7 separate regions of the Mus musculus genome follow, and regions 1, 2, 3, 5, 6 and 7 are each linked to region 4. Evidence: chromatin contacts called from public HiChIP or PLAC-seq and promoter capture Hi-C data. All regions are on one chromosome and are shown on one strand. Each heading gives the region's core, a stretch centred on a gene start, on an enhancer-like site or on the middle of the called end of the contact. The rest is flanking DNA. Distances are from core to core; before and after follow the strand shown. Region 1 overlaps Rfc5 (replication factor C (activator 1) 5). Region 2 holds the start of Wsb2 (WD repeat and SOCS box-containing 2). Region 3 holds the start of Pebp1 (phosphatidylethanolamine binding protein 1). Region 4 holds the start of Hspb8 (heat shock protein 8). Region 5 overlaps Gm42011 (a long non-coding RNA gene). Region 6 holds the start of Taok3 (TAO kinase 3). Region 7 holds the start of Vsig10 (V-set and immunoglobulin domain containing 10).

The links. Promoter capture Hi-C pulls out the DNA fragments that hold promoters and counts their contacts. HiChIP or PLAC-seq counts read pairs in DNA pulled down with a chosen protein or histone mark.
Region 1: a contact with region 4 is called in a promoter capture Hi-C map of liver, with 2.9 times the contacts expected there. The contact joins the enhancer-like site here to the promoter of Hspb8 in region 4. A contact is called at or near these places in 4 of 39 promoter capture datasets (hippocampal neurons, liver and stem cell-derived epiblast-like cells), 1 of 115 datasets of contacts at active chromatin or transcription factors (large pre-B cells) and 1 of 9 other capture datasets (embryonic stem cells).
Region 2: a contact with region 4 is called in a promoter capture Hi-C map of liver. The contact joins the promoter of Wsb2 here to the promoter of Hspb8 in region 4. A contact is called at or near these places in 1 of 39 promoter capture datasets (liver), 1 of 484 Hi-C or Micro-C datasets (reprogramming fibroblasts), 2 of 115 datasets of contacts at active chromatin or transcription factors (embryonic stem cells and large pre-B cells) and 1 of 9 other capture datasets (embryonic stem cells).
Region 3: a promoter capture Hi-C map of liver shows a contact between it and region 4, with 3 times the contacts expected there. The contact joins the promoter of Pebp1 here to the promoter of Hspb8 in region 4. A contact is called at or near these places in 5 of 39 promoter capture datasets (the 3T3-L1 cell line, cranial neural crest, liver and 1 more) and 1 of 115 datasets of contacts at active chromatin or transcription factors (large pre-B cells).
Region 5: an H3K4me3 HiChIP or PLAC-seq map of forebrain shows a contact between it and region 4, with 4 times the contacts expected there. The contact joins the enhancer-like site here to the promoter of Hspb8 in region 4. A contact is called at or near these places in 4 of 39 promoter capture datasets (the 3T3-L1 cell line, hippocampal neurons and trophoblast stem cells) and 5 of 115 datasets of contacts at active chromatin or transcription factors (astrocytes, embryonic basal ganglia, embryonic stem cells and 2 more).
Region 6: an H3K4me3 HiChIP or PLAC-seq map of embryonic stem cells shows a contact between it and region 4, with 3 times the contacts expected there. The contact joins the promoter of Taok3 here to the promoter of Hspb8 in region 4. A contact is called at or near these places in 1 of 39 promoter capture datasets (hippocampal neurons), 1 of 15 datasets of contacts at CTCF or cohesin (large pre-B cells), 1 of 484 Hi-C or Micro-C datasets (liver) and 7 of 115 datasets of contacts at active chromatin or transcription factors (astrocytes, a beta-TC-6 cell line, embryonic stem cells and 2 more).
Region 7: a contact with region 4 is called in a promoter capture Hi-C map of trophoblast stem cells, with 4 times the contacts expected there. The contact joins the promoter of Vsig10 here to the promoter of Hspb8 in region 4. A contact is called at or near these places in 7 of 39 promoter capture datasets (the 3T3-L1 cell line, the SN4741 cell line, cranial neural crest and 4 more).

What each region holds. Positions count from the first base shown.
Region 1 is chr5:117,379,126-117,382,581 of GRCm38.p6, reverse strand. It overlaps Rfc5 (replication factor C (activator 1) 5), which reads left to right. Exons shown (of 11, transcript NM_028128.1): 8 at 117-246; 9 at 669-746; 10 at 1,761-1,815; 11 at 2,676-3,437. The coding sequence ends at 2,772. Among named protein-coding and RNA genes, the nearest start is that of Rfc5, 8.2 kb to the left of the region's middle. Within about 2 kb of position 2,206, at least 22 of the 459 cell types and tissues checked have an H3K27ac peak or open chromatin away from gene starts, as enhancers often do. A contact at or near this core is called in liver, where this site is marked.
Region 2 is chr5:117,356,049-117,359,940 of GRCm38.p6, reverse strand. Wsb2 (WD repeat and SOCS box-containing 2) reads right to left here and starts at 2,636. Exons shown (of 9, transcript NM_021539.5): 1 at 2,468-2,636. The coding sequence starts at 2,480. Gm42012 (a long non-coding RNA gene) reads left to right here and starts at 3,081. Exons shown (of 2, transcript XR_878716.2): 1 at 3,081-3,314.
Region 3 is chr5:117,285,992-117,289,570 of GRCm38.p6, reverse strand. It overlaps Pebp1 (phosphatidylethanolamine binding protein 1), which reads left to right and starts at 2,007. Exons shown (of 4, transcript NM_018858.2): 1 at 2,007-2,162; 2 at 3,327-3,436. The coding sequence starts at 2,028.
Region 4 is chr5:116,421,120-116,424,785 of GRCm38.p6, reverse strand. Hspb8 (heat shock protein 8) reads left to right here and starts at 1,922. Exons shown (of 3, transcript NM_030704.3): 1 at 1,922-2,673. The coding sequence starts at 2,307. Gm42009 (a long non-coding RNA gene) reads right to left here and starts at 1,793. Exons shown (of 2, transcript XR_878709.3): 1 at 1,365-1,793.
Region 5 is chr5:117,086,332-117,090,229 of GRCm38.p6, reverse strand. Gm42011 (a long non-coding RNA gene) reads right to left here. Exons shown (of 3, transcript XR_878715.2): 2 at 3,261-3,380; 3 at 2,702-2,807. Among named protein-coding and RNA genes, the nearest start is that of Gm42011, 12 kb to the right of the region's middle. Within about 2 kb of position 2,354, at least 18 of the 459 cell types and tissues checked have an H3K27ac peak or open chromatin away from gene starts, as enhancers often do. A contact at or near this core is called in forebrain and hippocampal neurons, where this site is marked.
Region 6 is chr5:117,118,395-117,122,297 of GRCm38.p6, reverse strand. It overlaps Taok3 (TAO kinase 3), which reads right to left and starts at 2,169. Exons shown (of 21, transcript NM_001199685.1): 1 at 1,959-2,169.
Region 7 is chr5:117,317,244-117,320,957 of GRCm38.p6, reverse strand. It overlaps Vsig10 (V-set and immunoglobulin domain containing 10), which reads right to left and starts at 1,692. Exons shown (of 10, transcript NM_001033311.3): 1 at 1,455-1,692. The coding sequence starts at 1,515.

The DNA of each region.
Region 1 (3,456 bases), core at 957-3,456, 960 kb before region 4:
GCAGAGGGCAGCCCTTCCAGTGCACAGAGTTCAAGATTCCTTCCCACTGTGCTTGGCCTGTGCCTTGTCACTGCGGCAGGGCAGCTGCTGACAGCCCCTGGGCCCTCCTCCTGCAGAGTACCAATATGGCCTTTGGGAAGGTGACAGAGGAGACTGTCTACACCTGCACCGGACACCCACTCAAGACGGACATTGCCAATATACTGGACTGGATGCTCAATCAGGACTTCACCACTGCCTACAAAAGTATCCTTTTGGGCAACTGCTGCTAGGTTTAGGGCTCAGGGTGGCCAGAAGCCCAGGCTGCAGCCAGCACCTATACCTCCCAGGTGACAGGTGTCATCCCCAGGCAGAGTGCCCTTCTCCTCCTCAATGGCTGTCCGGAGCTTCCCCGTTCACAGTCTAAGCGGACTCACTGCCTTGTTGTGCAGTGAGATGAGAAGCTACAGGCGGCTGTGTTACCCTCTGAGCTGTCTGCTCTGCCAAGGCGGGGCTATCCCTTTTAGAAAAGCATGTTGAGGATCACATGGGGCGAGTTAGAATGGGGCCTGCTGCTACTGTCCTGGGATGAAGAGCCCAACTGCCAGGTCGCCACTAGGGGCTGGTGTGGAAGCCTCCCTGCAGCAGGTTCTGGAATGCTTCCCCTCCCCTTAGCTGCTCCTCCCCAGACATCATGGAGCTGAAGACTCTGAAGGGCTTGGCGCTGCATGACATCCTGACAGAGGTTCACTTGTTTGTACACAGAGGTAACTATGTGGAGCCGGGAGGAGGCACAGCTTTGGGATAGCTACAGAGTGTGACATCTTTGCCTCAGAGCAGAAACGGGAAGACAGTGACTGACCCTTAATCTTGAGCAGTTCTGAATGGCTCTGTCCAAAATCTTTGTAATATCTGTAACTGATAGGGTTAGTGGAAATGAGCCCGTGGAGGCTGTACTGTACATTTCATTCTCATTACAAGCTTCCCACACCAGGGATTGAACCCAGGGCCTTGCGCATGGGAGACATGTGGTCTACCACTGGGCTGTCTCCACTGAGCTTATTTCTGGGGTCCGTACCCAGGACTGATGCATCCTAGACATTCAGCAGACTCCAGCCTCTAAGTCACATTCTAAGATGCATCCCACAAAGGGGAAAAGATGTGTTCCTGCAAACTCGACAGTCTCCAGGAAGCTGCCTTTAAGTTCCTGCTTCCTGCTTCATTTCAGGGCTCAGTCTCAGCATAGGCAGAACCTGAGAATCACCCGAGATGATTCAGAGTGGGGAGGGGATGCCAGCCTTCGGAAGCTTTTGTCTCCCAGCCGCCACCTCCAAATGGAGAGGCTCTCAGGTCCCCAGTACTGTGAGCCTGTGTGGAATCTGTTGCTTAAGTTTGTCCTCAAAACTGGGTAACATGAGCTTTCTGGTTAGTGTATAGCTGTCACCCACTGTGGACAATGCTGACTTATTCATGTTCTATGACCACTGGGGATGGGGCCATGTATGTTTGTGGGGTCTTTATTGGTGGCATAGGAGATGGAACACTTCCTGAGCTGCCCCCAGCACGTGTGTGATAAAGAGCAGTGGCGCCCACACCACGATCAGCTCATCCGTCTCATGATCTGTATGCATGGGTCTGAGGGATGCTTGGGCTTGTCAGAAGTCGTGTGTGTGTGTGTGTGTGTGTGTGTGTGTGTGTGTATGTGTGTGTATGTGTGTGTGTGTGTGCGGCCCGCCCGCCCGCAAGGTAATCTCACTCATTTGATTCTGTTTTTCCCTCAGTTGACTTTCCATCTTCAGTTCGGATACACTTATTGACCAAAATGGCAGACATCGAGTGAGTGTGTTCCCAGTTTCAGTTCTTTGGCTGTCCCCTCTTCTTTGGCTGTCCCCTCTCCTGTTGTAAGCTCTTTAGTTTCAGCTTGTGTGCCATTCACACAAGTAGTGGGGTAGTGCCAACTGCACTGTGGAGCAGGCTGTGTGAGGATGATGAGCGCAGAGCGGTCCCTGCCTGAGCTGAGCTCCTGGCTCTCCTCACACCGGGCATGCAGGTCGTCTGGAGATGGCCAGCTACTCCACTTATTAAGGCAATGTGACATACAGGAGCCCAGTGGAGAAAAACAAACAGACTCAATTTTTCACTTTGCCCAGCTCAGTAAACACTGTCATTACTCCCCAGCGATTCTGGCAGCTGTCATTAAGTGGACAGCACACTGGGCTCCAACCAAATACTAGTATCACAAGCTCCAATAGGCTGTCACTTGCTCATGCAGGCAAAGTAGGTCATTTCCTATCACTGTGTTGGGAGTGACAAGTGACAAGATGAGCTGCTGGTGTCCTGCTTTACTGCCCTTCAGTGAACCTGCAGCTCTCTGCTGCAGTGCCACAGCCGAGGGGAATCTGCAGAGTTCCTTGTAGCAGTTCCTAAGCCTCCATCCTGTGCACCCTGCCCTGTCTGTCTGTAGAGGGCCGAGTGCAACTCAGAACCTGCTGGTGCTGGGTTTCTAATCCGGCCTCGGCAGCTTCAACCAAGAGAATGTTGGGGAGAAGAACGTTGGAGGACACAGACGGCAGTGCTAACCAGGGTGGGTCTGTCCGCTCCAGTGCCTCCATGGCAGGCCATAGCAGCTCCCACATTCTCACCCTTATAGGCAGGGCCTGGGTGCTTTATACTCAACTTGGGTTTGTTATTCCCAGGTACAGACTTTCTGTTGGCACCAGTGAGAAGATACAGCTGAGCTCCCTCATCGCCGCTTTTCAAGTCACCAGAGACCTGATAGTTGCAGAGGCCTAGAAGCTCTGAGGCCTGGCCCCTGGGTGACTGGAGGACAGAGGACATGCTGCCCTGGGCCACTGGATAAACCCAGTCACAGAAGTCTCTCTGCAGGCATTTAGGTACTGCTCTCTGTGGCTGTTTGGAGCAGGGATGGACAGGGCAACTTTAATCCATAATGATCGACACTGCTTGTCTTTATAGGGGAAACTACCCTGTCCCGTGGTGAGGGCTGCTTCAAAGTCTTTACTATCAGTCACTGGGATGACAAATTGGCTGCAGCTGAGTTGCGTCCTGTCTTCCAACTCTAAATGGGTGCTAGTAGGTTTCTAATCAAATATTTTATTACAAAATTTCAAAATCAGTCTTTTGCCCAAAGTGCTGACATGCCTATAACCTCAGGACCCAGGAGGCTGAGGCAGAATTGCCAGGCAGCTGCAGGTCAGCCTAGTGAGACAGACTCTGTCTCAGGAACAATGCAGTGGCCTTTCCCACTTTTAGAAGGCTTGCCAGCAGGTTCCAAATTCTATTGTGAAAATAGGAAAGAAACTACAACAGTTTGCCTTCAGACTGCACACCTCACTTGTTGGGGGGAATGGGGCACTGCAGACGTTCCTGCCGCACTGCTGGGCTGTGTTTTTACCAAGTCCTTCACAGGAAGAATAAAGCGTGTGTTCAGAGTTTAACCGTGCTGGGCTGTCTACC
Region 2 (3,892 bases), core at 1,387-3,886, 930 kb before region 4:
GCTGTCAGCTTGGAGAGATTTGTTTGGATGGTTGGTTGGTTTTGGTGGCTGGAGAGACTGCCCAGCCGTGGGTGCTGGGAACCAAACTCTCATATTTTTTGGCTGTGAGCCTAGCTTTTAATGGCTGAACTCTGGTCTCTCCAGGCCAGCTTGGAGAGTTTTGACTGGCTGCTCCATCATAATAATCAGCGCTCTGTGTCCATGTCACCTTCTTGGTGACATTGCTAACTCAGCAGGGTGACTAAGTCGCTGTCCTTTAGCTTTAGTCATTTAGCTTTCTTTACACTAGGGAATTCTGGGTTGAGTTTGTGGTTAGCATGCATCTGGGGTCTATTTCCTCCTCAAACCACCTTGCCTGTCTGTCACTAGTCACCAGCCATAAGCAGTTACTGAACCCCTGAACTGTGGAAGTCTATTAAGACTATAATACGGGGCTGGAGAGATGGCTCAGTGGTTAAGAGCACTGACTGCTCTTCCGGAGGTCCTGAGTTCAATTCCCAGCACCCACCCACATGGTGGCTCACAACCATCTGTAATGGGATTGGATGTCCTCTTCTGGTGTGTCTGAAGACAGCTAGAGTGTACTCACATGCATGAAATAAACAAATCAATCTTTAAGAATATAATACATGGAACTGGAGAGATGGCTCAGCAGTTAAAAGCACTCGTTACTCTAGCAGAGGAACCTGCGCTGGATTTCCAGTACCCAAATGGTAGCTCACAATTGTCTGTAACTCCTGTTTCGAGGGATCTGATGCCTTCTTCTGGCCTCTGCAGGCACCAGGTGCATGCATTGTGCAGACATCCATGCAGGCAAAACACACACATAAAATATAAAAAAGTAAATCTAAGAATAGTTTTTAAAAATTATAAAGCACACACCACACTGTAAAGCCTTAGCGGTAACGATGGCTCAGCTGTTACAGCTGCATAGGAGCCGCTTTGCTGTTCCATCCCCAGAACCACCTGGAGGCTCACAACTCTTTGTAACTTGGTACAAAGGCTCCGACGCCCTCTTCTGGCCCCCTCAGGCACTGCACGCAGCACGTGGTGCAGACAAACTGGCAGTTAAAACGCCCACACAGAAAAATTCTTCCGTCTCCAAAACATTCCTATAATTTTTGTTTCATGGCATAAATTAAACTTGAAATATTTTAGATACGTTATCCTTTTTAATTTCAACTGTTGCCTTTTTTTAATGTGTCTACGTTTAAATTACATATTGCTATTATATTACTCTGGGCCAGCAAGGACCCAGAGGGTGCCCGGCACATACCAGATAATAAATATTTGTTGAATGAATAAATTAATTGTAACCACCGTTCTACTGTTTTCTACTGTAATCCTTTTACAATAGACATTATTCAGTTTGAAAAGAGAGTAAAACTCTGGCCTAGTGTCTGGCCTTTTTAACAGTAGCTTGGTAGCTCCCAACAGCTCTGCCCACCGCCTACCACACAGACGTCAATCACTAGGGAAAAACTCTGCACTGGAAAAGATTCCGGTTTAAAAAAAAAGTGTGTGTGTGGGGGGGGGGAGGTGGTCTGGTCACAGATTGCTTTGAGATACAACTTTGAGGCATCAATGGAAACGAAAACGGAAGCTATAAAAAGAGTCACAGAAGAAAACAGTAGGGGCCATTTAAACAGAATTCTATAGGGAAGATACTGAAAGGTTTTAATCTAGATGGAAACCCGGGAGAGGAGCTGCCGCGACACCTTTCCCTGAAAGCCTGGCTCCTGCAAACAAAGAAATGTCATTTCCTAAATGCAAAGGGGACACCACCCCAGGGAACACCTGCCTTTCCAACAACCCCATCCGGCCCTGCCAGCCCTCTGGTGCATCCGAGTCCTCCAGACCTGGGTGAAGCTTCAACTTCACCGGAACAAGTCTGAGCCCTAGGCCTTGACTCTTAAAATCCCCCTACGGAATCTGTCTTTCAGCTCCGGTATTTGGGGACCCTGGAGTGTGGCGACAGCCCCCTCCCCCAGGTCCCCAACCCACGCTACTATTCCGTGATCAGGACGCTGGGACAAGAGCCCTCCAGGGAGAAGCCCCGAGGGGCTGCAGGTCTAGCCATCCCTAGCATCTCTGCGCTTTTCCAGGCGGCCAGCAAGTTCATCCCGTGCTCTCACTTTGAGCTTTCGTGGTGACAGCTGTGGACCTCACCCACTAGGGTGTCGGGACCTACGTGTCACCCCGGGGCAGTGTCCGGGGCCCCACCCCGTTCCCAGGCACCCACCCAGCGGCCGCAGCTACTACCGAGCCGCGATGGGCGCTGAGGCCAGAAGCCCGGCCATGGCGCAGGCGACCCGGGGACTCTGGAGCCATCCCAGTCCAGTGGGCTCGCTCAGGGACGGCGGCCGGTCCCCGCGGTGGCAGGAGGCCGGCTGCCGCAGCTGACAGCGAAAGTGAAACAAAGCTGCCCTCCCCGCCTCGGTCGCCGCCCCGCCGCGGCCGCACTCACCTCCGGCCTCCATGAGGACGCGCGGCCCGCCCCAGGCGGCGGGCGCCTCAGCCCCCAGGGCCGTGGGCCTTCATTCCGCGCCCGCCCCGCCGCGGCCGCGCCCGCCGCCGCCACCACCGCCGCCAATGCCGCCGCCGCTGCCGCCCGCAGAGGCCATCAGCTGCTTCCCGTCACATGGCGGCCGGCGGGGGCGGGGCCGGGGCCGGGGCGGAGAGCTCGCAGGGGAAACGCTGGGGATGCGGGGGCGGAGGCGGAGTGGGCGGCGGGCGCGGGACGCGGAGCTTCGAGGGGGACGCCGAGCTGTGGGGACGGAGGCGGGAGGCGGGGGGCGGGGAGCGGGGGGGGGGAGGGAACGCCGGACTAAAGGGACGCGGAGCCCGGAGGAAGCGGGGCTAAGGGGACCCGAGGTGGGGGGGAACACTGGGCAGAGCAGACAGAGAAGGGGGCAGGGGAGCCCCGGGCAGGATGGGGTTGGGGGTCTCCGAGAGCATCCAAAGTGGAAACCTAAAATTGGAGCGAGTAGAGATGGGGGTGGGGCGGGCAAGGGCTGGGGGTGTCGTGGAGAAACCTAAGGGACTGCTCGCTCGCTCGAGGCTCAGGGAAGCTGCCCGGGTCATGATGCTGGCTGGGGGGCAGGGAACTGGGGATCCCAGCGGGAGCTGAAATGCTGGCCTTGACAACGGCCCCAGCGGGAGGGATGCTGGGAAAGCCAAGGGGGAGGAACTAAGGGGAGAGGAGGTCAAGGTTAACCCCCACACACCCCGAGATTTCCCTCTTCGTGTCCTCAGATGCTAGTGCCTCGGGTCCTGGTCCTGTTTGTGTCGGGTGGATTTAACTTGGAGCCAGGGTAGGAGAAAAGGGGTTTTAAGTAGTTCCTGTAGTTGTTCCTTGGCTTTGGACTTTCTCATGGGCTCTGTAATCCCCTGGTAGTGTCCTGTCACCACCCCACCCACCACCCACACTCAAGGTCGCTCCAGTCCCTTTTCCTGTTTCCAGCCTGGACTTTTTTTTCTCCAAGTTCAATGTCCCCATTTCCTTCCCTTTTGAGTCATAGATCTCTTTGTAATGTGGAGCCAGGGAAGGAAAAGTGATGGGTTTAAGTCTGCTCTCCCATGTTTTTTGAGCTGGAACGGTAGGAACCTTGCTTCTACATTCTTGCTTTGTATGCGTCTCTCTTCCACTTAGCGTTTAGTCCAGGCACACTATTCATGACCCAGTTCTCAGGTCTCCTAGAAGATACCCGCGGTTTATCAGTTGTCTGTTTTGAGGACACACACACACACACACACACACACACGTTTTCTACCTCCCTGTCCCCTTTCTCGTTCTTCATTCTTACTTAACAGCCTCCCTTAACACACTCGATATCTAAAGGCATTTTTTTTTAATGGCTTGTTCCTCACCCTTACTCAGCCCCGGGGTTCC
Region 3 (3,579 bases), core at 758-3,257, 860 kb before region 4:
GGGTGCTCTTACCTGCTGAGCCATCTCACCAGCCCTGTTTTTGTTTTTTAAGATTTATTTATTTATTATATGTGAGTACACTGTAGCTGTCTTCAGACACTCCAGAAGATGGCGCCAGATCTTGTTACAGATGGTTGTGAGACACCATGTGGTTGCCGGGAATTGAACTCAGGACCTTCGGAAGAGCAGTCTGTGCTCTTAAACGCTGAGCCATCTCTCCAGCCCCGAGTTTTGTTTTTTTTTTAAAATTTATTTATTATTATACATAAGTACGCTGTAGTTGTCTTCAGATGCACCAGAAGAGGTCGTCAGATCTCATCATGGGCGGTTGAACTCAGGACCTTTAGAAGAGCAATCAGTGCTCTTACCTGCTGAGCCATCTCAGCAGCCCCCAGTATTTTTGTTTTAGTCAGATTCTCAACCCTGTAACAAATACCTGGGAAAACAAAGTTATAGAGGTTCGAAGTTTGAAACACTTAGGCCCATGTTCTTGGTGGCTAGGGGAGGGGAATCCCAAAATTAGGGACCTGGGGAGGAATCCCACCCTTTAGAATACTCAACAGGTGGGGAACTTCGGCTATTGATTGACAGGGGTACTTTCTGGATGGAGTCCATTTGATCCATGAGATGTAGATCTGAGTGGGTTTCCTGGAGCTTACAAGAGTCCTGAGGTCCATCCCTGGCACCACGTGGTACAACAGAAGGAGACGTGGACTCTCACATTTTTTCTCTGACCTCTATACTTGGACCTGTTGCAGGCATGTCCAGTATCTTCCCCCAACCCCCCACATATAATTAATAAATAAGTGAAAAAAATCAGTGAGAGCTGGGTGTGGTGGCACAGGTCTTTAACCCCTGCACTCAGGATGCAGAGGCAGACAGAGCTCTGAGTTGGAGACCAGCCTGGTCAACAGAGCGAATTCCAGGACAGCCAAGCCTACAGAGAAACCCTGTCTCAACAATAACAATAACAACAACACCCCAAACCAGCAAACAAACAAATCCGGGATCATATCGTCCCTGAAGGGTAGAGTATTCTATTAGCTACCACACTGTAAAAACCTAGTTTCATACATTTCTGACTACTTCCAGTCTTGGGAGGCTGCTGGTATCTAACTGCAAAGTTGGCGATGGCCGGTCCAGCTTTGCTTACCCTCAGTCTGGTCCTGTCAATCACACTTTCAATATCTCTTTCAGGACCCCTAGGATGATCTGGGAACCCCCCAGGAGATACCCACATTCTGAAGCTAACGACTGGCAACCTGAATTCCACTTTGTCTTGTAAAGTCACACTGTCTGTAAAAGGTCTTGTTCCAGCCCTTCAGGATCTCAGCAGTTGCTACTTGAAGGCACCGTGAAGATGGGGCTTGTAGTCTATCAACATTCACTCTTAGGAGGCAGAGTTGTCATTGAAGCCTCAACCAAGATCCAGCCATTCCTCTCAACCATGTGCGTGCAATTCTGCCCAAATTTACAGGCACAACATTTGGAAGGTTAAATGATGAGAGTTTCCGGTGTGGGCATTTAGGCGGCGATGGAAGGCCATCATCTGTGCAGAACTTGCAGAACTGCTGCTATGGAGTCACCTGCACTCCGCGGTTAAGCCCAACCAACACACTGATTGATTCCCGGGAGGTTGAATTTCGTTGGCATTTAAAGAACTTTTAAAACAACAACAAAAGATAACGCAGGGAAGAAACCTGGCTCGTTTGAAGAAGTGCTAGGGAGAAAGCATGGCCTTATCTCCGGGAACTGCGAAATGGGGCAGAGAGTCCTTCAAATGCAAAGGAGAAGCCGCAACATTAATCTGCACCACAGCCATGCACGCACTGGCCTGCAGGCACAACCCGCGAAGTTTCGCAGTGACCCTGGCGCTCGGACCGCCCAGCTCCGGCTCAGCCAATCAGAGAGCGAAGGGGCGTGACCCGACCTGCGGTTGGTCCCGGGGCGGCAGTCAACTGCGCAAGCGCTTTACGTTAACAGCGCTCGGGACTCGGCGTGCGCGTGCCTTCCAACTCTCCATCGCCATGGCCGCCGACATCAGCCAGTGGGCCGGGCCCTTGTGCTTGCAGGAGGTGGACGAGCCGCCCCAGCACGCCCTGCGGGTCGACTACGCCGGGGTGACGGTGGACGAGCTGGGCAAAGTGCTAACGCCCACCCAGGTACGGTGTGGGCCCGCCGCCGGGGAGACCGGGGGACAGCGGGGCGGAGCAGGCCTCGAGCTCAGCCTTTGTATACCGGACGGGAGCGTCACCCGACAGCCGAAAGCCTCTTCTGTAACCTTCTAATGTCCCGAGCTTGCAATCACCTCCTCAGGGAGCAGCCCGCACTTTATTAATGATTCCGGGGCCAGCGCTTTCTCATTAACCTGTGTTGCTCCTGGGGGTGGCGGTGGGGGTGGGATGCTGACGCTCAAGAGCGGTTCCAAGCTCAGAGAAACTGGGTCTAACCGTTCTCTTTATATATTTAGAGCGCAGGGTTTGAGATGGTGACTTGGAAGGTTTCCATTCGGAGCCCTGGCCGGTCTCCCTTGTCCCAAACTTTGTACGTGTCCTTGGCCGCTCTCGTTTTCCGAGGGCGGATTACTCCTCAGCTGGCCCCAAGCGGACCGTTGGCCACCATATTTAAAGGCGTTAGGTAGCTCGGGACCCTCAGTGAGGTTGTGGAGGAGGACCCGTTGCCACCGTCGGACTTCCTTGTCTCACCACTTTCTGTTAATAACGTGGGCAAGTGTTTGTCGAGGCTGGCTTGGTGTGTGTGTTACATGTAGGGTCTCACTCAGTTGTGGCCCTGGCGGGCCTTGAACTCACAGAGATCTGCCTGCTTCTGCCTCTCCAGTGCTGGGATTAAAGGCGTGCACCACATCTGGTTTTGTTTTGTTTAATTAAAATTTTTTTTTAGACTCCTGGCTCTTTAAGATTGGTTTTGTGTTTTTAATTATGTGCGAGTGTGTGGCTGTGTGTGTGAGAGAGCAGGGAGCTGTGGAGGTCAGAAGAGGCATCAGGTCCCCTGGAGCTGGAGTTGCACCCCCCCACCCCCCCCCCACAGGAGTGCCAGGAAATGTCTACCCTTTGCAAGAGTTCTTGGAACCCAGCATTCTCTCCAGCTCCAAGCTTCAGGCTTTTAGTAGCGGCCATACTTAGGAATTACCACTAATCTGCATGGGTGAAACTGCTATAAACTATTTTTTTTTTTGTCTCGGTAGTAAAAGAAAGGAATAAAAATAATAACCCTCATGTTTTACCTTTTGGGAATATAAGGTGGCAGAGTGTTGAGTTTTGAGAGCATTTCTAGATTTTTACCCCCACACTGGTTCCTTCCTACAGGTTATGAACAGGCCCAGCAGCATTTCATGGGACGGCCTTGATCCTGGGAAACTCTACACCCTGGTCCTCACAGACCCCGATGCTCCCAGCAGGAAGGATCCCAAATTCAGGCCAGTTGGGGAAAAGATGGGGAGAGGCTATCTATCATCCGGACACGGAAGTCCCTGCTGGACAGGGATGCGTGGACCTCCTGGGGTTACAGTCATTTTGTAGTGGTGGGGAGAAAGTCCTGGGCCTCGTGCAGCACAGGCTG
Region 4 (3,666 bases), core at 673-3,172:
TGCATCTAGATACTTGTTATTATTTGAAATAAAGATATAACCCCAGCATGGTGCTGGTCTGTAGTCCAGCCTGCACAGGAGGCTGAAGCAGGAAACTTACAAGTTCAAGGCCAGCCTAAGCTGAGAGTGAGGTCAAGGCCAGTCTAGGTAGACTACTGAGATGTTATTTGAGAGTAAAGAATAAGGAAATAAAAAAGTCTCTTTATCTGCTTACATAAACCCACTTATACACACACACACATGCGTGCACACTACAGATTAGGATTTCCTCTGTGAGGAATAGCATAGTAGGACAACATAGTAACATTTAAAAGAATAACGAGAGGGACATATTAGGTAATGAGGAAGGATAGAATGTAGGCAAAGGACACATAAGTCATGAAAGATATTAGAAACATATTTTTTTTTCCTAGTTTGCATCCCATCACAGATTTGGTGTGTGTGTGGAGTGGTTCTATGTATGTACAGGGTTCATAAAGGGGGTTCCAGGGCACGGCTGTTCTGTGTACAGGGGTTCGCTGAAATGGATAGCATTTGGGACTAGGCAGATGTTCAAGCTTCACCCCACTGTGTCATGTTTTTATTTATGAACCCATGGCGACAAATGATTTTACAGAAGGAGGAGGATTAGAGGTGCAGCTAGCTCTGTGCTGAAATTCTTTCCAGAATGTATAAGGCAGTCAATGAAAAAAAAAAAAGTTTTCTGATGACTTATGACCATTAACTCTCCTGCCGAATGGGACAGTCATACAGTCCTGGAGCTTGTAGCTCTCAGTGCGCGGAAGAGGAGGGTTCCACCACCTGTTTATGAAGCACTTATGAGCAAACATTATGCAACCGATAAGTTGAAAGTTGAAAACTTAAAAGCACAGACTCCTCTCCGAAGTCTATGATGTCACGCATTCCTGACGACACGTCCCAGAGCAGGTTCCTCTCCTGCCCCATTCCACAGGTGGAAAACAGGCAGCTCAGACATGCCTTGGAGTTATATTGCCTCTGATAGAAACTCTTCCCTTGACCAAACTGCAGGCAGACTCCTCCTTGGAGGCCCAGGGGTGCATTCTCTTCACCCAGTTTTAACAAGAACAAGTCAGTTTAGACACAATCCCTATAATTCCATCACCCCCTGATCACCTCTTCCCATGCTTGATCAGTGGTTTTCAAAGCGAGAGCTGGCCACCCCAGTCTGTAGATATAGAGGACTCCAGTTAGATCAGTTTATCCAGAATTCCCTCTGGTCCCTGGATTCCCCCCTGGTCATTTCCCATCCATTGGCCCCCATTCTGCCTCCAGGCTGTAAATCCTCAGTGGCTCAGGCTGTGCTGGGAGTTGAACCCGATCTGTTTTCTCACCCCAAGACCTACCTATCCCAATAGACTCTGACTGACAACGTCCCTCTTTTCATAACTTAAACTGCCGTTTTTTAAAATTTCGTTCTCAGAAGTCTGAGGCTGTAAGACTTGGGCCATACTGTAAGTGGGGATTCCTTGTACTTCTTGATCCAATGAGGGGCTGTCTCTCTTCTGCGAGTCCCTAGAGTAGGAGGCAAGACAGAACATGCACTGAAGATGGTATTTCCAGAGTGTGACCTGAGCCCTCAGCCAGGCGGAGGGTTATTAATAGTCTGGCTTTAGTGCCCTGCGGGGCACGGGTGGATGGAGTGGACGCTGCTGGAGGCAGAGGGAGGGCGGGGGCGGAGCGGAGCAGGAGGAGGAGGAGAGAGTGCCTGAGAGGCTGGCTGGACCCGGACGCCACGGCCCCTCCCAGCTCCCCACCCGCTCCCAGAGCCCAGTTGTTCTCTCAGCGGATTCTCAGGGACTGGTTCATCACCTTTGAATACTCCTGTGACAGGAGGCGCTTGCAAAACCCGCCCCCAGCCCCCAGCAGCAAATAAATAGAAGGCTCCCAGCCCAGAAGCCAGGAGAAGTTTCTAGGCTCGCGAGTCCCCGAGCTTTATTAAACTCCTGGCTGTGCTCAAGACCTCAGCAGGCTTTGGCTGGGAGCCGGGGCAGCCTGGGAGGAAGGCAGCCGGTGGCTTACTGATAGCCAAGCGAGAGAGAGAGGCCCTCTGGGATTCTGCTGGGCCCGCTTAGGGAGGGGGTCACCTTTGTAAGCCAGGACCCCAGCTCAATTCTGGGCAGCCAGCGGATGGTTGGGCTCGTGGCTGAAGGAAGATCAGCATTTTCTGAAGTGGAGAACTAAATTCTGAAAGCCATCTCAAGCCACATCACCTTGCTGTGTGACCTTTGGGTAGGTGGCTCTGTCTCTCTGAGCCTCTGTTTCCCCCTCTAAGTTCGACCAACATCATGGCTGACGGGCAATTGCCTTTCCCGTGCTCCTACCCAAGCCGCCTGCGCCGAGACCCCTTTCGGGACTCACCGCTCTCCTCCCGCCTTCTGGACGATGGCTTTGGCATGGACCCTTTTCCAGACGACTTGACAGCCCCTTGGCCAGAGTGGGCTTTGCCTCGGCTCTCCTCTGCCTGGCCTGGAACCCTAAGGTCTGGCATGGTACCCCGAGGGCCTCCAGCCACAGCTAGGTTTGGAGTGCCCGCTGAGGGCAGGAGTCCCCCACCCTTCCCTGGGGAGCCTTGGAAAGTGTGTGTCAACGTGCACAGCTTCAAGCCGGAAGAGCTGATGGTAAAGACCAAGGATGGATACGTGGAAGTTTCAGGTGAGTCGGGGCGGGCAGGGTCCTGCTTGTGTGTGTGAGTGTGTGTGTATGAGTGAGTGTGTGTGTGTGTTGTGTGCTCGCATGTGCGCCATCACAGGTTCAGCCCAGAAAGAACTTCAGTAGAAGGGACCTGTGACAGACCACATGGCACAGGTGATCTCAGGGCTCAAGAATGCAACCCACAATGTTACCTTCAGAGACAAGTGTTTCTCAGTGGGCAACAGAATGAGTTTGGATATGACGTAGTAGCTGGGGTCCTCAGGACCCTGTGCCCCACCCGAGAGCTGGCAGAAGCCAGGCTAGACATTTTGAAATAGATAATTTAATATAAAGAATAAATGGATGCACCTAGGACTTCTGGAGACATGGGGAGAGGGGTTAGCACACTGACTCGCCGTGCGATCACTAGACAAGGAGACTAAAGTTGGATGGTAATGTCTGCAGTATGGCTCCTATCCTCGGCGAAGAGCTGTCTGCCAGGCGATATGCTGAACCACGACTTCAGCATCACATAGCACTTGTGTTAGTACAACCATACAACCAGAGGACAGGGTTTGTGTGTCCACATCTCCCTTTTGTACTTTAGGAAACGGAGGAACATAGAGGATTAGCATAATTTGTATTTGTTCAAGGTAGCAAAGGGTTCAAACCCAGGAAGGATATATATATATATATATATATATATATATATGTGTGTGTGTGTGTGTGTGTGTGTGTGTGTGTTATATGTAATATATATGTGTGTGTAATATATATGTAATATATATATATATATACATACATATATATATATATATATATATATATATATATATATATATATATATATATGTATATATATATTTCCTCTGGCCCTTCACCCCATGGCTGTCTACTCCCCTTCTTGCAGCTGAGGAGGCCTAGTTCCAGGACATACAGTGAGTCAGCAGAAAGGCCAGAGCAGAGCCTAGGCCTGGTCCCAGCAGCACTAGGCCCAGGGCTTTCCTTACCCCA
Region 5 (3,898 bases), core at 1,105-3,604, 670 kb before region 4:
AAAGTACAGGTTTTTCTGAGTAATAAATTTTCCAAGAGAAAGCCTTGGTGAAGTCTGTTGGGTTGGCTGGCCTGCTGAGTGATCGGAAATTTATTTTAGGTTTCTCTTCCATTGATCACGGGGACAGGCAGGAGGTTATGTGGAAACCGTGGATGTGCTGGTGTGACGTTGAAAGGCTCCCAGACTCCGCCCCCCCCCCCCCCCCCCCCAGTTCTTCAGTGTGAAGCCAGAGCGGGAGCACCTCCCCCCAAATTCTTTTTAGATTCCTCACCACAGAGTCTGGAGAGAGCCCTCAGCTCTCATCATGAGAATCTTATCATGCAAGCATTTGATCTCTGGAACCCACATTATAGAAAAGGCAGCTGTAGTGGTTTGTGCTTGTAACTCCAGCCCAGAGGAGGCAGAGGCAGAGGCAGGGGGATGCCAGGGGCTTGCCAGCCAGCCCATGTAGCCTACCTACTCAGTTCCAGACCAAGCAAGAGACCCTTCCTCAAAAGCCACAGTGGGTTGGGTACACACCTTTAGCCTCAGCACCAGGAGGCAGGTGGGTCTCTTAGTTTGAGGCCAGCCTGGTAGCTAGTTCCCAGTGAGACTATCCTAAGACAACAAAAGCCAAACAAGGTGGTGATCCATTGAGGTGGCTCAGTGGGCAAAAATGCTTGCTGACATCCTTGGCTACTTGAATTAGATCTCCAGGACTCATGTGGTAGAGGGAGAGGTCTGACCTCTGACCTGCTGGTACACCATGACTTGTATCAACTCTCCAATAGCCAATTAACTTTGAAAACAACGTGGCCAGTACGGAGGAACCACACCTTGACCTCTGACCTTAACATAGACACACACACACACACACACACAAAGATGGTCACTTCCTGTCATTATGAAACTGCCTTGTTAACTAAAGAGTTATAAGCACGCACTACCATTTGTGGTTTGTGCTAGTGTCTCATTAGAGTCTAAGGAGACTTTGTACACATTTCCTATAGTAGTGTGAGCTCTCTAAGAGTGTGAAAGAAGGCAGAACTAACTATCTTCCTTACTCTCCCTGACATTTCCCCCTCTCCCCCAGTGGCAAATCCTATCAATGTTACTTTGAAAGAGCCATTTATTTACATGGAGAGTTCTAGGATTGAGGCAGGCAGTTCTGTTCTTGCGGTGGTAAGTTTTGTGTGCCTTTTTTTTTTTTTTTAAGTCGGGGAGGTGAACTTTCTGGAATTAAACTGGGATTCAACAGCAGCAAAACCCAAGGATCTAAATAGCCTCCTAGAGAAGCAGGAAGCTGTGGACCTCGCTCTGTTACTGTAAGTCCAGCTATGTGGTTTTACTGTATTCTCGTGCACAGTGTAAGCTCCCAGTAAAATTTACGAGCATCTCGGCTTCTTCAGTCTTCAGAGACAAGCTGAGATCTTTCTCTCTCTGTGAGGTTTTAGCCAATAATTACTCTGAATTTTGTTCTTTATTGCTCCAGTGTTTGGGGAGCCAGTATTGTTTTTTCTGTTGATTGTATACTTCATTGTATTCTTCCCTTGGGTGTTTGGAAGATGGAGACTGGAGTGGCCCCCTTTCCAGTGCTAGTTGGTGTGTGTGTGTGTGTGTGTGTGTGTGTGTGCATGCCCACACACACACACGCACATACATGCAATTGCACACGAGCATACTTGCATATGGATAACCATGTGGGCACACATGCACGTGTGTGGAGGCCAGAGGCTAGCATTGGGTGTGTTCCTCAGTGGGCTCCCCTACCTTATTTTTGCCAGTCTCTAGCGAAACCCTGGAAGCCCACTGATTTGGCTAAACTGGCTGTCCAGCGGGTTCCAGGGATCCTGTTCCCCCCCCCCTCCACCCCCTGTCCCAGTCCCCTCGGTGCTGGGATTACGCTCAGCTTTTTGCATAGGTGCTGGGAGTCGGCTCCTCACGCTCTGGCTTTGCAGGAAGCACTTTCCCCTCTGAGCCATCTCTCCAGCCGGCAAGCTGAGCTCTGAATCTGCTTTCACCTCTGATACACCAATATTGAGAGCAAATGCAGCAAGTGGGGGACACTCATTTGCTCAGGTCACAGTCCTGCTGGCTAGGCTCCCTGATCGATCACGTGAAGCACCCCTCAGGAAGACAGTCTGAGAAGGCAGGAATGGCGAAGTCACCATTCTTCTCAGGTCACACTCTATGCAACAGGCAACACGAGAGCCATTGGAGGGGAATGTTGCCAGGTCCACCCTCTTTCTGCCGCCCTTATCATCTCCATGGAGGAAAGAGGTGGCCAGGAATCACGAAGCTGGTTTCTAAAACCGTGCAGAGAGCCAGGCATCCTGATACTCCCTGATGTCATCGCCTCCGATTGCTTTGCCCGCCCTCCTGTGGCGACACTTGCAGGAGAATGGAAGGACTTAGCCGTTCTTACTGCCTTGCTTCAGACTCTGTTCAGTTCCACCCAGTGCCCTGCATAGGCTGCCGGTCTTGGGGCAGAAGCGGGGAAGCCCCTGCTCTCCGTGTTAGACTCCAGCCAGGCTCCAGGATTGCCGAGGGTGATAAGCACCTTTCTGCTCTTTGAGCATGGGCTGGATGGAATGAAAACGCCTCGAGGGACCGCTCACTCTGAACACATCATTGCCATCGGGAATGCAACTGCTTTAGGATGCTGTCCAGAAGAGAGGGTTCCCCCCCCCCCTTCTAGTAACTGGTTACTAAGACCATGTAAATGTGTTTATTTAAGAAGCTCGCTGGGCAAGAAAAAAGACGGCACAGGTGTCAGATCTCAACCCCTTTCTGTCTTCGAGTTGCGGGATCCTCCGAAAGATACCAACCTATAAAATAACAAATGCCACCTTACTCCTAGAGAAGGGCATAACTACAAGCCGGAAGGTTTACTCCTTGGTTTCTCAGAGGAGACTCAGGAAGGGTCATCTGTTTCTCACTAGGGCGGCAGTGACCTGATCTATCTGCAACCTCTCCCAACGCTCCAGGTAGACAAGGGGTTAAAGTGGGTAGGTGACAAAGCCTGCTTAAAGCAGTGTTGTGGGTCCCCAGGACTCAGCAATGTAGCAGGACGCCACAGGCAGAAGCGGCCACTGGTTAGCAAGCCCCTGTATGCGATGGCATATCTATCACCTGTGTTCTGCTCGTGTTTTCCTCCTTTGACTGACAGGTTTGGCTTCTGTAAGCCTTTCTTCTCTGTGCACACCCATCCTCACGGTGCTGCTTAGGGTTTCACGTCACCTCGACACAAGCCGGGGTCATCTGGGGAAGAGAAACATCACCTGAGAAGATGTCTCTGTCAGGCTGGTCTCTGGGCACGTCCGTCTGTGGGGTGTTTTCTGGATTAATGATCGACGAGGGCCCAGCTCCCTGTGGGTGTTGCCATCCCTGGGCAGGTGGGCCTGGGTGGTAAAAGAAAGACTGAGCAAACCCGTGTCCAGTAGGCCTCGATCTCCCATGGCCTTTACTGCAGTTCCTGCCTTGACTTCCCTCAGTGACAGACCGTGTGTGATCACACTGTGTAAGCCAACTGAAGCCCTTTCCCCTCAAGCTGCTTTTGGCTTATGTGTTTCATCGCAGCAACAGAAAACTGCTGTGAATTCGAATGTGAAAAGTGAAAAGCGCCATGCTTTTCACCAGGCGCTCACCTAATAGAAGGTGCTCAATGGGCAGGTTTCCCTTAAAAGTGTAAGCCAAATCTGCCTTACAGCGCATGCGCCCCAATCCAGGCTCGCCCTGAACAGCACACTGTAGGATGTTTGTGGTCAGGAGGGGAGTCAGTAAGGGTGGCTAGGGAGCCCTGTGTCAGTGTGACCACAGTAGCTTTGTTTGGAGAGGGCTCTGCGTGCCACTTGATGCTGGTGGGGCCCCAGCTTGCTAAGCCCACAGCTGGCTCAGGGTGTGTGTGAACACACGGCTC
Region 6 (3,903 bases), core at 920-3,419, 700 kb before region 4:
AATGGAATATTAGTTACATCCTCCATTATTTCCCTAAAATCATCATTTCTTAAGTTTCTAAAATGAATCAAACAGCGATGGAACAGAGGGGAAACGACATTAGAGATAGAGAAAAGGATTTTAAAAATTGGAAATACAAGCCATATATAAAAATGTCACAATGAAAGCTGATTGTTTTGTAAATGCCACTCTCTCCCCAAAATAACTGAAAAAAAAAAACCGTCATGATTCCTTAAAATCTTCAAGTATAAAGTTGATGATCAAACAAGTGTATTGGGGGAGCACCCAGAGGGGGTTGGGGCCATGTCAGTATATGCTGGCACTGGGGTCAAGGTCTTTTCACTTGCATCAGAGTAGAAGGCTAGCCTGCCCCTGCCCCCTTCTTTTGCCTCAGCTCTGTTGGGGCCTTGAGAGAGACCTACAGTGTCTGCTTTGAATACACATGTCTGGCCCTTCAGCTTGCCTAGAAAGCACCATTCATTTACTGGCCCCAGCAACTGTTTTGAAAGATTGAGGGTGACCTTCCAACCGTGTCTAACACATCAAAGTTAAACAGCCCTAACTACAAACCTGCTCTGGTTCTCCTATGTGTGCATTGTAAACACTGATAGAGCCGGGCTGCCAAATGGGAAAAAGTTTCTTAACTCTTTGTGGAGCGGAAATAAAAAGCCTAAACTGAAACAAACAAACAAACACAATCCGGTGCTTTAAGAGCATTAAAATTAACATCCTAATTAATTCAAGGCTCTTCTAAATTATCCCTCCCTCCAACTACTTGGGGGCCGGTGAATGGGGAGCAAACCCCTCTAGTTTTGCCCCAGATGTGTCATCAAGGAACCTCGAGGTCGAACTTTAGGGAAGAGTTGGGAAGCCAGCCTGCTGTTTAGAAGAAAGAGGTGAGACGCTGGTCTAATCTCTACAAATCGTCTAGCTAGCCCTTGGCCAGCCCTTAGGATCTATGTCTTTCACTCCCGGGCCCATCACATGATCCCCCTTCCAGCATCCCGGAACTCAACCCTCAGGGGGAGACCTCGGGTTCTTTGCAGTGGAGCAGCATCGGTGTCGTCCAGGTGTCAGCATTGCTGCTGTGCCCACTCAATGCCACCCGGGCTCAGGCTGCCGGTGTTTTTCCCTAGGTGCCTGGCTGTGAGGCCAGAAAAACCATGTTCACGCTGCGCAAGCTCTTCTCTGGTACTTCACTCACCGGCTCTCCTTGGACTCTCAGTGCTGTCTGTCCCTACTCTGGGTCCCTCAGCCCACACCCTTTTGGGGACCCCTCCCTTCACTCGGCTGCCCTAAGCCTTCCTGAGGTCCTCTTTACACTCATCGCAAGAGCATAGTTTCAGAACTACTGCCCTCGCCTCCCCAAAAGTCTCCTTTGCTTATTTTCCTGTCTCGGTCTCTCTAGGGTCCCCTTCTTTCATCCCGCTGCCTGAGTTCTCTCAAGTCAACCTGCTCAGTCTGCAGTCCCAATCCCTCTGAGTGTCCCTCCCTGGGTCCCGTCTGCTTTTCCCACCGGCCCATCAGGGGCGGATCTCCTCGCTCACTCACTCCGTCGTCGCAAGTCCCTCCGGGGTTCTTTCGCTTATCCCACGGCCAGAGTCCCTCTTCAAGTCGCCTCGTTAATCCCATTGCCCTGTCCTGTCTTGGGGTCCCCTTGCTCTCCCGCGGTATTTCTCGGTCCCCTCCTCATCCTGATGTCCCCATCTCTCTCCGGGTCCCCTCGCTCACACGCAGTCCCTCTCAGAGTTCACTCCTCACCCCTGTCCCCATCCTGGTCCTCTCACTCTTCGCGATCCCTCTCGGGGTCCGCTCCTCACTCTCCGTCCCGGTCCTTCCCAGTCCCCCCCCCCCCTCTCCCCGGCGCACTGGCAGAACCGCTAACAACTCCGCTCCCGGGATGCTCGCGGCCGCTGCGCCGAGGACTCGGGATGTCACTCGGGTGCCCGCGCTCTCACCTCAGCGCTGTCACCCGCGGCCCCGGCGCCGCCGCCTCCTCTCACTCGTGCCCAGAGTCGCTCTCGTGCTGGGTCTTCGCGTGCTGGGTCCCCACGCGCAGCCTCCGCCCGCGAGTCCCCGTCGCGCCCCACTCTCCACGCAGGACCCTAGCTGCCGCCGCTGCTGCTGTCCGAGGTGCGGCTCCGCCAGGGGTGACCAATCGCACCCGACTGCGCAGAGCGCGCCCCGCCCCCACTCGACCCCGCCCTCGACTCCGCCCACAGCCATGCTTTGATAGGTTCTCTACTGACCTTCCCTGATCGCCGCTCTCGGGGTCCAGGCCGTATATAGGCGCTCGATTGACCTTGCCTGGGAAGTCCGAGCGGTCGATGGATCCAGGGGATTGGCGGAGCTGGTGGTGGGCGGGTCCAGGTGGGCGGGGCTTTCCCAAACGCGGAAGCTCTCTTAACTTGGGTTAGCTATGGCCCCTTCGGGCGCGGTCAGCTCTGTTTGTGCTGCGCCAGGGTCAAAGTTCTTGGCTCTCTTTCCCCACGCCTTGTCTTGTCTTGTCGGACCACCGTGGATAAGATCGTGGGGCCAGTCGGATCTTTCTCTGGACCTTTCACAGCTCCTGGCCATCCTTAAGGGATGCTTTCCTCCTGGGGCTTGTAAATTATTTTCCAGCTCTCAGGAAGGGGAATGCGTTTTCTTGCTTTGCGTTCAGTGACCCTACGTTTACTGCTGGAGAGAGGGGGAAAAAATCTGTGGACCCAGCTAAATGCTTACTTACCAGGGTCTGGGCACATTTTAAAATGAGTGCGATGTGAATACCAGTACTCTGTAGGCAGAAGCTGGAAGATCGCCTCAAGTTTGAACCCAGCCTGGGGTATCTAGCTAGATCTTTTCTCAGAAGCTAAGAAAGAAAGAAAGGAAGAAAGAAGAAAGAAAGAAAGAAAGAAAGAAAGAAAGAAAGAAAGAAAGGAAGGAAAAAGAGGAAAGAAAGAAAGAAAGAAAGAAAGGAAGGACGAAAAGAAAAGAGAGGAAAGAAAGAAAGAAAAGTGAAAAAAGAAATACACATTTTGTGAGTTTTGATTACCACAGTTAATGGAGGAGTTGGGGTAGGGGGACCCCGTTGGCTTTGGCAAAATTCCAGCAAGCGTATCTAACTAAATCTTTCAGGGCCACGGGCTTTAATGAACCAAAGGCGGAAGGTTGATTGAGCTTTGACCCCCCAAGTGCAACCTGCAATAACCTGCCTGGCTCCATCCTAAGCCACGCGGAAACATAGTGCCTGCCAGAGGTTAAAGTGCACCAGGACCTGTCTCATGTTTTTTGTGTGGAAATAGCTGTGTTGTTTTCAGTTGATGGTGGAAGCTCAAAGCAGTTTTTCTGCAGGGACACATTTTCACCCTAAGCCTTATCAGACGTGGACACTCAACTCCTGGTCAACGCTCTACTACAAAAAAATATTTAGTTTCTATTTATCTGAGATTGGGTCTCACCTAGGATGGCTTACTGGCCTAGAACTCTCAGTGTGGACAGGTTGGCCTTGGGCTCATAGGGATCTGCCTTCCCCTGCCTCTGGCTGCAATGAAAGGTGGGTCCCAACACGCTGGCCTTTTTTTTTTTTTTTTAAAGTACTGGATATTGATCCTAGAGATTCAAACATGTCAAAAAACTGATCGCTCACTCGCTCTCTCTCTGGTATTTCCCCAGCAAAATTTACATCCTAAACATTGCATATCAAACTTCATCTGGGTAGTCTGACTGAATATACTATTTGGGAGAAGTGGTGGAGAATTTTAAGGGGTGAAACTTGATTTTGAAGGTTTTACAAACAATGATAAAATTTGGTTGAGCTAAAAGTCAGGAGGGATTCTTAAAAAGTTCATTTCCCTCCTCACTAAGTAGCACTTAGTAGGGCTGCTCCTTGGGCCAGCTCTGCAATTTTCATGGAAGATAAGG
Region 7 (3,714 bases), core at 443-2,942, 900 kb before region 4:
TCCAGCAATGCCCCTGGGCACCTAGCACACAGGGAAAGCAGACCTGGAGATCTGGGCCTCAAAATGACTGAACAGAAAGTCAGGGCTGGTGGCTCAGGCTTAGAGCCCCAGCAGCAGGGAAGCTGGGGTGACAGTGTGAGACTATGACTCAAGCAAGGAACCAGGACTTCTGGAGGGAGCTTTCCAACACTCTAAAAGCAAGTTCATCTAGCACTCTCTTACTTATACTCAAGCTCATTCAGGCTCCAGCAAACTGAGAACACAGGGGAAGAAGACCGAAAGTGACCCCTTAACTCCCAACCAATGGCTTACAACAGAAGGGTCACTAAGTCGAATGCCAAGCAAGGCGGTCAGGTACCATTCTTTGACTGGAGTTGGTGGTGTGGCTAAGAGCCGAGGACTGCCTGGGACACGTGCATCATCAGCAAGAAATTTTTAAAATCCATGGCCCAAAAAGACCGGGGGGATAACACAGCAAGAAAAAAGTGGAACAAATTTGGGGTCACATGTCCCACATAACACAGGCCACGGCCCAGTCTCTAGTGGGACAGCCTGTGTTGTCAAACTTTCAAATGTTTTCCTCCCACATAGTCAAGCAAACCTAGGTTACGGGAAATGGTACTGATTTTTACACGTAAACAAGTTATAAAAGCAAAATAGCTAAGTGAATTCGAAGCGCATAATAGTTAAGAACTATTGCCCCTTGCTGCCAGGGAGCTCAGAGATGACTGAAAAGCTTACTTCCTAAACGTACAAGGCTAGCAGGTGGGTGGGGTGGGTTTGGAAATTACCCACACCTCCTGGGTTTGTTTTCCCCCACCCCAACCCCATATCGAAATGTTCCTACACTGTAGGAATTCGCGAGCGAGTTAAACTCAAACATCCTTTTCTAATCTATATGTTTTGCTAAGCACACTCCCCCCCCCGCACGCGCGCGCGCGCGCCTCTTCCCACCCCCCAACCCAAACCCCCTCGCGCGGTACTTTTCTGCAACAACGCTAGGTAGATGAGCTACAATAAGACCATTCGCCACCTATATCTCGTAGCGGGGGGGGGCGGGGGTGGGGGGGGTAATCTTTGGTCAAGTCTGAAATGACTTCAAAAGAAAAAGTAAGAGGAGAAGAGAAAAGGAATGGAAGAGGAAAAAGGCGCGGCTTGGAACGCACGGGTCGGCTCAGGTAAACTCACTCCGGGAGGGCGTAAGGAAGCAACTCCGTAATTTACAGGTGTAAGGCCGGGTCAATCTGGGAAGCGGGGAGACAGTGAGATGGACACAAATGGAAGCTTACAGCGAGGTGCGCCGATGCGGCGGGCAAAGCCAGAACACGGAGTTAACAACGAAAAGGGAAGGGGTGGGGGATCGCTTTCCCCTCCACGTGCCCCTCGGTGGGTCCTGCCGCACGTTTATTGCGGGGGCTTTAGGGTCCCCGGGTTGGGGGTGGCAAGTCCCTTACCTGCGGAGCCCTGGCGGGCCAGCAGCGCCCCGAGGCACAGCAGGACGCGGAGTCCGGCCATGGCTCCAGAGATCTACTCCTGGGAAAGCGCGCAGCTCGGGGTGCACGGGGCTCCTAGGACTCCCCGGCCAGCGGCGAGGGGCTCCCCGGCTAGGATGCTCCCGCCGAACCCCGACGATCGCCTCTGGGGCACGCGCCCCGCCCCTGCGCCCAGCCCGCCCGACTGGCGGAAAACAACAGCCGCTGGCCCCCTCCCGCCTCTCCGGCAACTTCCTCCACCTTGACCGGGAGGAGGGCCTTGTGCGACGATCTCAGTCCCGCGGGGCCTGGGAGGTAGCGGCCGTGAGCGCTGGCCCGCCGCTGCGGGACGCACTCCCCGGCCTTGCACTGAGCGCGGGCTGCCGGGCACCCGGCTACGTCCCAGCCCTGCGGCTCTATCGCGCTTGTCATCTGGGTTCTCCGGTGCAGGGGCGGGCCACAGCGCCGCCATCGCTCAGAGCCCAGGGAAAGATGATCCCGCGACCGTCCGGCCAAAAGCAACCACGAGACTCGGGTTCTCGAATGAACTTGGGTCGAGACCACACGAGAAGAGCGAGTTTCGTTTTCAGGTGCTCCCACAGCAGACCCTCTTGGTCTCCCCAACCCCCATCCTGGCAGAGCCCCGGAGCGCCACATTTCCGGGCTCAGCTTTCTGGCATCCCGATTCTGTGTCCTGGTGGACACCGCCACAGCTGGGCCCTCGGGAGGATCTGCCCTTGAAAGGGCTCAGAGAGAAAACTTCGTGTTCAAAACAAGGATGTAGTCATCGCTGTGGAATCTTCACTGTGGGCTCTGGGAGGTGGGCGTCCCTCGGCTCAAGTTCTCCGAGTCTTTTTGTGAGTTTATAAAATATTGGGACGGCTAAGGATGACATTCAGGGGTATAGCGCCTGAGCCCAGCCCTGGATTCTATCTCCAGCACCGCCAAACCAAAGTAAAATATGGAGAAAAGGCTAAAATGGAAATTGGAAAAAAAAAAAAAAAAAAAAAAAGAAATCACAGAAAACCTCACTGTCCTAAGGTAAGGTTTCCTAGAGAGAACTGCCTTGATTCCATAAACACGAGGGAGTTTATTCGGATCGAGCCCTGCCTCCTTAGGGCCACGCACCTAGTTGTCACCTAGGCTATATTAAATAAATGAATGTGCATGGTAGTTTGACACAGCATTTGACTCAGTCTTCTACCTTTGAGGCAGTCCTCCTGCCTCAACTTTCCACATGCTGGGATCAGAGGTACAACCATGCCACTCTGGCTATCTTAAGTTAGTTGGTTTTGATGATACTTGAGCGCTCCAGACCAACTTTCTAGTCCTAAGTCAACAAGCTGATCGTAGAAAGCATCGTGGCTAAGACTCTGGAATGTTCTGGAACCTTGATGGTGCACAGAGAGGGAAATTTCATGGAGCAGGCCCAGGGCACTTGCTGAGTTAACCACAGAGTTCCTGCAACCCTTAGACCAGAGACACCATTCAGTCCCTTTTTACTCAGCTGGAGTTGCCAAGATGAGTTTGTTATAGGGAAAACCAGGACTAGATTCTGCTTAATCCAACCCCAGGTCCACATCTGTGACCATATTCCAATGTTGTCACATTTTCCAGGACCACTAAGGCCAAGGGGACATAGGTCTGTACGTTTGAGCATCACACAGAGGAAACCACCCGTTTGGAAACACCAATGCCCTGGGAAGTACCAGGAAGACTGGCTGAGCAAATGGGGCTTCCCATGGTAAGGCAGGTCATCAGTAAGAGACTACCACGGGAGGTTGCTGTAAGGATGGAGTACTTTGGCTTACTCCAAACTAAGCAAACCTTTTCATAGACACTGAGCATTGTCGTAGAAATCTCTCATTTGAGCCAGGCCCCTAAATCCCATAATCAAATATGGACTTGAACTGTGGGGGGCTGGAAAGATGACTTGGCTACTGAGAGTGCTCAGTGCTCTTGCAGAGACTGTAAGTTTGTTGCCAGCCCCCACAGGCAGCTCCCAACTGCCAGTCGCTCCAGCTCCAGGGGATCCAGCACACACTTCTGTTCTCCCAGGGCACCTTCATGTGCATGGGTGTAGGAACACACTCATGTACATAAGTAAAAACAGAATAAAGGGTTTTTTAAGTACGAGCTGTGGGGCAGATACATATCTGCCTAGGCTATTAAACATGGCTAATCTTGTCTGGTTTGTTTTTTCCACCAATCAGTGAATTAAAAGGCAGAGGGGAAAAAAAAA